2 separate regions of the Mus musculus genome follow, and region 2 is linked to region 1. Evidence: chromatin contacts called from public HiChIP or PLAC-seq data. All regions are on one chromosome and are shown on one strand. Each heading gives the region's core, a stretch centred on a gene start, on an enhancer-like site or on the middle of the called end of the contact. The rest is flanking DNA. Distances are from core to core; before and after follow the strand shown.

Region 1 (4,009 bases), core at 844-3,343:
ACACACACACACACACACACACAGACAGATAGACAAAGACAGACAGAGAGTGACAGAGACAGAGGAGATAGATAGATGATAGACAGACAGACAAACAGATACTAAGATAAAATCATTTAAAAAAATACAGGAAAAACTGAGGGCAAGCAACACAAAGGCCTCTGCTAGCAGTGGGTGTGGAAACTGTCTGCACTTGCTTGATATCTTGCTCCAGGCAGGTGGGTTTGATTGACGGGGCCAGGACACGGCAGACCCTACGCTTTCACCACCTGAAGGAAAAAGCCGTTAAGAGAAATTCCTGATTTCTTGTGAGTTGTATCGACCAACTTTCTCTGCCACTGTCTCAGGGGAAAGGTTATCTGCCATCGCAGCAGACTGACCCCTGCAGCACATTAAGGCTGACACCTGTAGAGCTTACCAGTGAACTCTTCGCGTGGGGGTCTGTGGGTGCGTGGAAACCATCTGCAAAAAAATCCCACTCACTTCTGCCTCAGGGACAGCTGGAATGTCCCCTGTCCCTGGGTGGTGTGCTGCACCTCAGAAGTCGCAGCTCAGCTCAGGCTCAAACAACCTTGGTGCAATGCTCAAACCAGAGTAGTTGCCGAAGTTGTCTGTCTCCCCACGGATCTCCTCCTTCAATGCTGGCAGGGTCATCCAAAGGATGAACTTCTTGGTCTCAGCATCCTGTGAGCTGAGCCCTCTCGGTCCACCAGAAATCAGCCACCCAACAGTTCTGGTCAAATAACGTACTCACCATGAGGAAGTTCAGGAAGATGAGGCTGATGACACGGGATGGTGTATCTTAAAGATAACTTACAGGAGATGTGACCATTAGTCTCAGAAAAAGAAAATTAGCCATGATCCCCGACTGGCTGTTCTTCTTCACCTTGGATTCTAGGAAGCTTGGAGATAGAACTTCAAGGTTGGTCCTTTTGAGCCCAGCTTCAGGTCAGGTATACCCACAGTCCCCGGCCTCGTTCACTAACTGTATTACTAGCTTACCCTATGCCATCACTAAGCAGGGCCCTGGAATTATGGCAGTGACATGTTCTGGAAGCTTATCATTTAGGAATGCGTCAAAGTCAATGATGAAATAAGCCAGGCCGCCTCAGACACTGATGGACGCTGCTGGTAAAACAGTGCGGGAACTGCTTTAAAGAGTTAACAACGCATAGACAGACACATCTTTCTGAGGAATTGCGATGTTTGATCTTTAGTGTCAGTTGACAGGGTTTAGAATTACCATGGAAACAAAACTCTGGGCACCCCTGTAAGGAATTAAGGAGTTCTCCAGATTGGATTAATTGAGAGAGGAGGCCTCCCAGCATCTTTGCTCCCTAAATGTGGGTAGCACAGTTCCATGAGCAGGGTTCCTGGATTGAAGAAAGAGGAGAAAGAGAACCTAGCACCAGCACCCATCTCCCTGCCTCCTGACTGTGGGTGCTGCATCGTGGCCTGCTGCCTCCTGTTCCTGTCATTGTACCTGCCTCACCTCGATGGGCTCAAAGCATGAGCCGAAAGAGACCCTCCCTTCTTTACGTTGCATTTGACAAATATTTTATCCAGCCGACCAGAAACATAATGAATGTAGTAGGTGACACTTTAGCTGAGGCATTGTGCTTAAAAAGAAGAGTAGAGGTGGTAGAGAATAGGGTCAGGACCAGACAGGATCTTGGCTGTTCTAGAAATAGCCAAGAGAGGGAAGGGGTGGGCCATTCTCTGAAGGACCCTTGATCTGGTGACCTTGTGTGCATCTTTCCTGAAGTTCTTCTCGGAAACAAATAATCGGATTAGCAAATCCCTATACAAATTTCTCTGCAATGGCAACCCTGTGCTTTTAGATGATCTATCAGCAACTCATGCCCTGTGATTGTGCACTGTGTGTGTGTGTGTGCACACACACGAGAGTGTGTGTGTATGCTCATGCATGTGCATGCACACTCACAGAGAATGATAATAGAACAGGGACCCTGGCAATGCCTCCCTTGAGGTGCTGTAGGGGTGACATGAGTGAACACTGGCCTTGGACTGTGGCTGGTGCCTGGGCCAGAGAAAGGACTCCATAGGCGTCAGCTCACATTAACAGAGTGTGTACATTTGCCATGTGGGACTGGTTAGGGAGGGCGTGAGTCTGGCCGTGGTTACTGACACGATCTGTTACATAAGCTCTGATGGCGATTGTTCTGAGAACAGCTGGCAGGATGTATATAATCTAATAAGAGCTCATAACCGTTTTAAAGCCACGATGTGCTTCCCAGCTAATCTCGAATTTGGTTTGAAGATGACCTCACTTTACGAGAACCAGCCTTACTGTCAGCACGTGGGTCAGTGAGTTGCCTGCCTCCTACCGTGGGATCCCTGAGGGTCCACACCCAGCCTTCAAGGGAGGTGAGCAAGGACGTCCAAAGGCTGCCTGCCAGTCCTGGAAGTTGTCAGCTTGTGGGATGCTGGTGCCGTTGGACCAAAGAATTTAAACCATCTCTCTCTCTCTGGGGTCTGTTTGGAGAAGGTGTGGTGGAGAAGGCAGAAGGCGCTTCTCTGGAGAGTTACTCTGGAAGGGGCCTCAGGAAAGGGATTGGAGCTAGCACAACTGAGGTCCTTCTGTCACCTGGAGATGACATCTGAGAATCGGATGGGACTGTCTGGTGAAGGGTGGATTTCCATCTTAGAAAATGCAGCAGGGTGTGGTACCTCAGGCCCTAGACCTTGATTGAGAGTCTTGGGTCGCAGTGCTTAGGGCTGAGGTTACCAGGCTTGTCTGACTTTAACATTACACATCTCTCTCTTCTGGGTCTCAATTTTCCTGACTAAAGGAAAGAAAGGAGAAAGGCCTCCAGGCCCCCCGCAGGCTGTCTTGTTCTCATAGTTCACAGCAAAACAAATGGCTGAAAGCCATCTGGAATGCCCCCCCCCCCCCCGTTACCTCCTTGAGGGGAGCAACCCAGGGTCCTGAGAATGTGTGGGTTTGCTTCTATAACGTACACGTGGGGGAAAGTGGGCCCCAGGCCTCAGCCGAGAGGGGCTTGATGGTTCTCCTTCTCAAAGCAAAGCTGTCTCTGGGCACGAGGCCAACCTGGACGCAGAGGGGCTCTGGCCTCCTGATTTTCCTCACTGCCCTAGTGGCTAATTGAGCACAGGACAGTATCTATGGCACGTATACAATAAACATTACTTCAGCCATCTGGAACCATCTTCCTTCAAGCTGTCCATCACTTTGGGGCCCCGGGCCAAGTTCTGGGGGGATGTACTGCTCTGGAGAGAAGGAAGACTTCCCTCCTTAGGAGAGCCCCACCCTTCAAGTTTGCCAGCGTGGCACCACATTCCCACTGTGGCAGCAAGGCCCTAGTCCTAACCCTGATACTAACCCTCATCTCAGGCATGAAGTCATGGTTAGGAGTGGTGTCCAGACATGAGGGACAGGGCTCCCAGGTCAGTCAGACACGGCAGAGTGTGTGTAAACCCTGATGGGGAGGGCTCCCCGATCTTAAAGGAAGGGTTCCCCATGACTCCCTCTGTTCTTCTGTAAAGCTGATACCATGAGGTGGTTTCCTCAACCCACTCCCACCCCTGTGGTAGCTGATGTAAGCTGTGATGTAAGGCAGACTGTGAAACAGTCTTTTTACACTCTTTAAAAGAAATACATCCATTCGTATAATATATTTTGGTCAAATCCACTATCAGTTATCTCCCTTCCGAACTTCCCTCCATGCCCTATCGCTTTCCTCTTGGAGCAGCCTGCGCAGGGTCTGTAAGTTACAGGGTCCACTCTGAGCTGCTTGCATGTACGTGGGTGTGGGACCATCTCCTAGAGCATGAGGTCAGCTTCCTTAACCAAGACCTCCTGATTTAGAAGATTTAAAACACTCTCTGTAGGATGCTGGTTCCAGCACTGAGGAGAAAGGCCTGTTTTGCTGGAACTTGGGGGTGGTGCCAGGGTGACTACGGGAGGACGCAGGGAAAGTGACAGGGCCTCATTGTTGTTCTGTGGGCTTTGTAGGCTGCCTAAGAT
Region 2 (4,009 bases), core at 1,041-3,540, 530 kb before region 1:
TGTTTTGTGTTCATTAAGTTTACCTCGCAGACAGGCTTAAACATCTTGTTTCCTCTCCCCATCGACATAAATGTCTCTTTCATAAGTAACATTGGAAACATCTCTAATATGCTCACAGGTGTGTGAACTGTAGTTTATCTGAATCTTCCATTACTGTGCTTTTAGTCTGTTTTCAATTTTTCTCCTAATAAATGGTACGGCTGATGTCTTTATGCAGGGAAGTGCTTTCATATTTCAGCTTATTTCCTAAGGAGAGACAAAGTAGTCAGGAGAAAGATTAACTTGGTCAAAGGTTTTAAAATCTGATTTCATATTTCTTAAGAGGAAGGCACCTTATGAAACAACTTTATAATCTGTTGAAAAACCTGGTTATGTTCTTTTTTAATATTGTTTTTCAAAAGGACTCGTCTGAGCAATATCCTGTCCCTTTCAGCAGACAGCCACGATATGAAAAGAGATTTGTTCCCTCGCGCTCTTAGGGGGCGATCTGGCTCAGGAAACAGACTCATCGGTCCCCAGGAGTATCTGATGGTTGCTATGGCGACAAGTCATTTAACGCAACACCCTACGAAAGCACTGATCAATAAGGGAGGGGGTGCGATTGAAACAAATTAGCTGGTGTCTGAGTGGCCCTGCGCAAGAACAGCAATAATAGCCCTGTCAGTCCCTCCTGGGGCAGGACCCAGACAGGAGGCAGACGCATAAGCCTCATTCTGGCGCCCGTTGCATGGCGACGCTGCTGACCCAATCTGACCTGGAGCTGGGTCCTGGAGCTGGCCTCCCCCCCCACCCCACCTTCTGCACACTCCTACTGGGGTACCTTGTAGCACCTCACTGCAAAGGTGGGACATCCAGGTCCAGAGGAAAGCTGGAACAAGTTCACAGTTCAACCTCCAGTGGTTCCCAGCTTGGGCCAAACGAAAAGCAATAACCCCTTACCTTTCCTTCACCCGACCATCCTCTCCTAGGGGTGGGTGTCAGAGGGGCAGGGGAGACACAGGGAAACAAACCGTGGCTCAATCTGCCCTATGATGTAGGGTCCGTCAGCCAGGCTTGATGGGTGCTTATAATTGTTGTACCTATTATGAGGGGATAACGTGATAATCTGACAGAGAGTGGCTTTCTGTGTAGCAGATATCCACTTAGACTGACCAAGGCAGGAAGGGTATTGTGGGGAGCCAAGGGGTAGCCCAGGGCGGAGATCACACACAGATAAGGAGTAAAAGAGAGGACCAGGACCCCCAGGTGTGCATCTGCCCTCAGACCCCATAGCTGCAGCCAGGGCTTGCCTATGGGCTGGACTTCCCTGTCCCAGCAGCCTGGGCTGACGGCAGAGGGCTAACCCCCTCAGTTTGGGGTGGGCTGTGAGCCCCTTCCCAGAAGTCTGTCTCAGCGAGTGTCTGGGGTATTTCCTAGAAGCCTTACTTTGTGGGACTGGGGCTTCAGTGTTCAGTGGCTCAATTCCTGAGATCTTCCTTAAAGAATAAACTGGAGGTCCCAGAGAGCAGCCGTACTAGCACTGTCGGCGTCAGGGACCCACCCCGGTTCTCCCCCGCGCCCCCCGCCCCCCAGTGCCCTCATACGAGGACTCATACGATTTGAGCTTAGTGTTCCCTTAAGGCATGGGTACTGGCCAGCATGTGTGTGTGTTATACAGGGGAGTGGGCACACGAGTGGGCAGAGGGATTGCTCACTGCTTCCTGAGGAATGGGGTCTGGTTCTGGAGTGATCAGGAGCCAAGTCTGGGTTGGCAGGTACTAGTTCTAATTTCTTGCTTGTTGCAGTCTTTTTCAGCCTCAGCTTACATATCCTGGGAATGGGCGTGGGCGTGCGCCTACCTTATTGAACAGCTATGTGCACTAGGTAACTTGGTATGTGGTGTTTAGTCCTTTGGAAATAACTCCCTTGGCTCCTTACACAGGTGTCTCTTTATGGGTTCCAGAAGACTAGCCTGGGACCCCAACTCCTGAGAGGGCCAACAAGCAATACAAGATAAACACAGGCTTTGGACTGGACACAGGTGGACTGCAATCTCCTACTCTGCCAGCTTCTGGCTGTGCAACCTCTGCTAGATACTGAGGATCTCTGTGCTTTTTTTTTTTTTTTCTACAAGTGGATGCTTATTAGTGACGACAGTGCACCAGGAACTATGGTCCAGGCTGCAGAGGACAGAGGAGGCGGTTTTCTTTCAAGGGCGCACGCATTTCCAAGCCAGATAGCCCTCCCCAACTAGGTCTGCGCAGCAAAAATTCATGCGGGACAAGAGCGCAGGCGCCTGACAGCCCGTGGCGTAGCTGCTTCTAGAAGGATCCAGAGGAGTCTGGCGCTGGGCGGATGGGGTGCTTGCGACTGCTGCGTTCCTGCTGATAACCAGCAGGGGGCAGGCTGAGCCCACAAGCCGTCTTGTCCTCGCTTCACCCCGGCCCTGCGGCTGTGTCCCGGGACATGCGGCGTGCTTCTGCGCAGCCAGCGAGCTGCCCCCTCCCCGGGGAGCCTCTCCATCATCCGCGGGCCTAATAATTTACATTTAATTTGTTAGCGGTTTAATGTTTAATTTAAAAAACTGAATGATTCATTGCCATATTAATAAATAATAACATTTATTATTCTTCTAATGAGTGTCCGAAATACAAAAGCAATTACACGTCTTATGTATTCTCTCATAAACTGAGACAGCAGAGTGTTCATTACAGAATTCTGTTGGGGTCTTGATTCCGCCTTCATGGCTGGCCTGGCCCTCGGGCTGTCAGGGGAGTGGTATGTCTTTAAAGCAGCGATTGGCTTGGTTCTGCTCTGGCTTTTCAGGGTCTGGGGGCCCCAGGAGAAGCCTCCAGAGGGTACCCCTTCACACCATACACTGTTCCTTCCACAGACTCTCACTGGTCCCGGGGCGGGGTGTGGTTATGCTTCCTTCCCAGGTAGAGAAACTGAGTCTGGAGGGGGCAGCTCTGAGAGACAGCCGTGAGCATGGCTAGGCTCGGCGAATTGACTCTGAGCATTGTTATTGTTGTTAGGTTTTTTTTTTCTTCTTCTTCCTTTTCTGGGCTTTGGAGCAGGCTGCTACAGGCCCTGAGCAGGAGGGAAGTGGGGAGAGGGACTGGAAGAGTGTGGATGTGTGGCGGAGGGGGTGAGGTGTAGGATCGGGACAAATCCCTAGCCAGCCAACGCCCTAGCTTGCTTCGCTTCTCTGCTCCTTTCAGATGATGTGGAAGGGTAAAAAGAAATGGGGTAGTCAGCAAAGCCAGTTCACCAGTAAGATTCCATCATCTGCTTCCCAGGGGTGGTAGGCGAGGCCAGGGATTTGGAGGGGCAGGGAGAGGTCTGGGCTCTGGCTTTAGGTACCAAATTTCAGGAAGGGGCTGGTTGGGGGGCCCTAGGAATTGGCAGGAAGGTCAGGGTGCTTCTTCAGTCCGGGACATTTTCAAACGAATGCCCAAACAGCTTCCCGTCAAGGACATCCACGTACAGTTGTTCCCATCCTGACCTTTTCACTGGTTTTAATGCCAGCTTCATGCCATCTAGCCAAAATCCTGGCTTCCCACAGCTACACAGCACTGCACAGAGGAGGCCCCCCAGGGTGTGGACACTGACTCGCCACATGGCCTGGCCAGCGCAGCCCTGGGCTAGGCGCTGTAGGAATCCTTGATTGCGGCCTTAGGGTCAGTTCCTAGAAGTGAACAACCGGAGCAGAGGGCAAGAGTGCCCGGGAGGCTCTGGCTCCCTGCTACAGTCCTCCTGCCAGCCTGGGTGTACCCCCACACACTCCCAGAGCAGGCCCGGTGGGGCTGCCTCCTGCTGTGCCCTTGGCAGCCTCAGTATGGCTAGCATGATCTTCTGCCATGCAGAACTTACCTTAATCCAGGTGCTGCTGATCATGCCTGGCCTGTGTTCACCTCAGGGTCCTGAAACACAGGCCAGTTTCCATTGTTGGATGCAGGGGACACTGAGACTCGTGAAGGGTGGCATGAATTCAGCTTAGGTTGTAGAGCCAGTCTCTCCCTCTTACAGG

The links. HiChIP or PLAC-seq counts read pairs in DNA pulled down with a chosen protein or histone mark.
Region 2: a contact with region 1 is called in an H3K27ac HiChIP or PLAC-seq map of VIP interneurons, with 6 times the contacts expected there. The contact joins two enhancer-like sites. A contact is called at or near these places in 15 of 484 Hi-C or Micro-C datasets (LSK cells, brain, cerebellum and 7 more) and 5 of 115 datasets of contacts at active chromatin or transcription factors (SST interneurons, VIP interneurons, astrocytes and 2 more).

What each region holds. Positions count from the first base shown.
Region 1 is chr12:109,838,490-109,842,498 of GRCm38.p6, reverse strand. No RefSeq gene overlaps it. Among named protein-coding and RNA genes, the nearest start is that of Gm34554, 81 kb to the left of the region's middle. Within about 2 kb of position 2,093, at least 35 of the 459 cell types and tissues checked have an H3K27ac peak or open chromatin away from gene starts, as enhancers often do. A contact at or near this core is called in VIP interneurons, where this site is marked.
Region 2 is chr12:110,371,957-110,375,965 of GRCm38.p6, reverse strand. No RefSeq gene overlaps it. Among named protein-coding and RNA genes, the nearest start is that of Gm40577, 44 kb to the left of the region's middle. Within about 2 kb of position 2,290, at least 29 of the 459 cell types and tissues checked have an H3K27ac peak or open chromatin away from gene starts, as enhancers often do. A contact at or near this core is called in VIP interneurons, where this site is marked.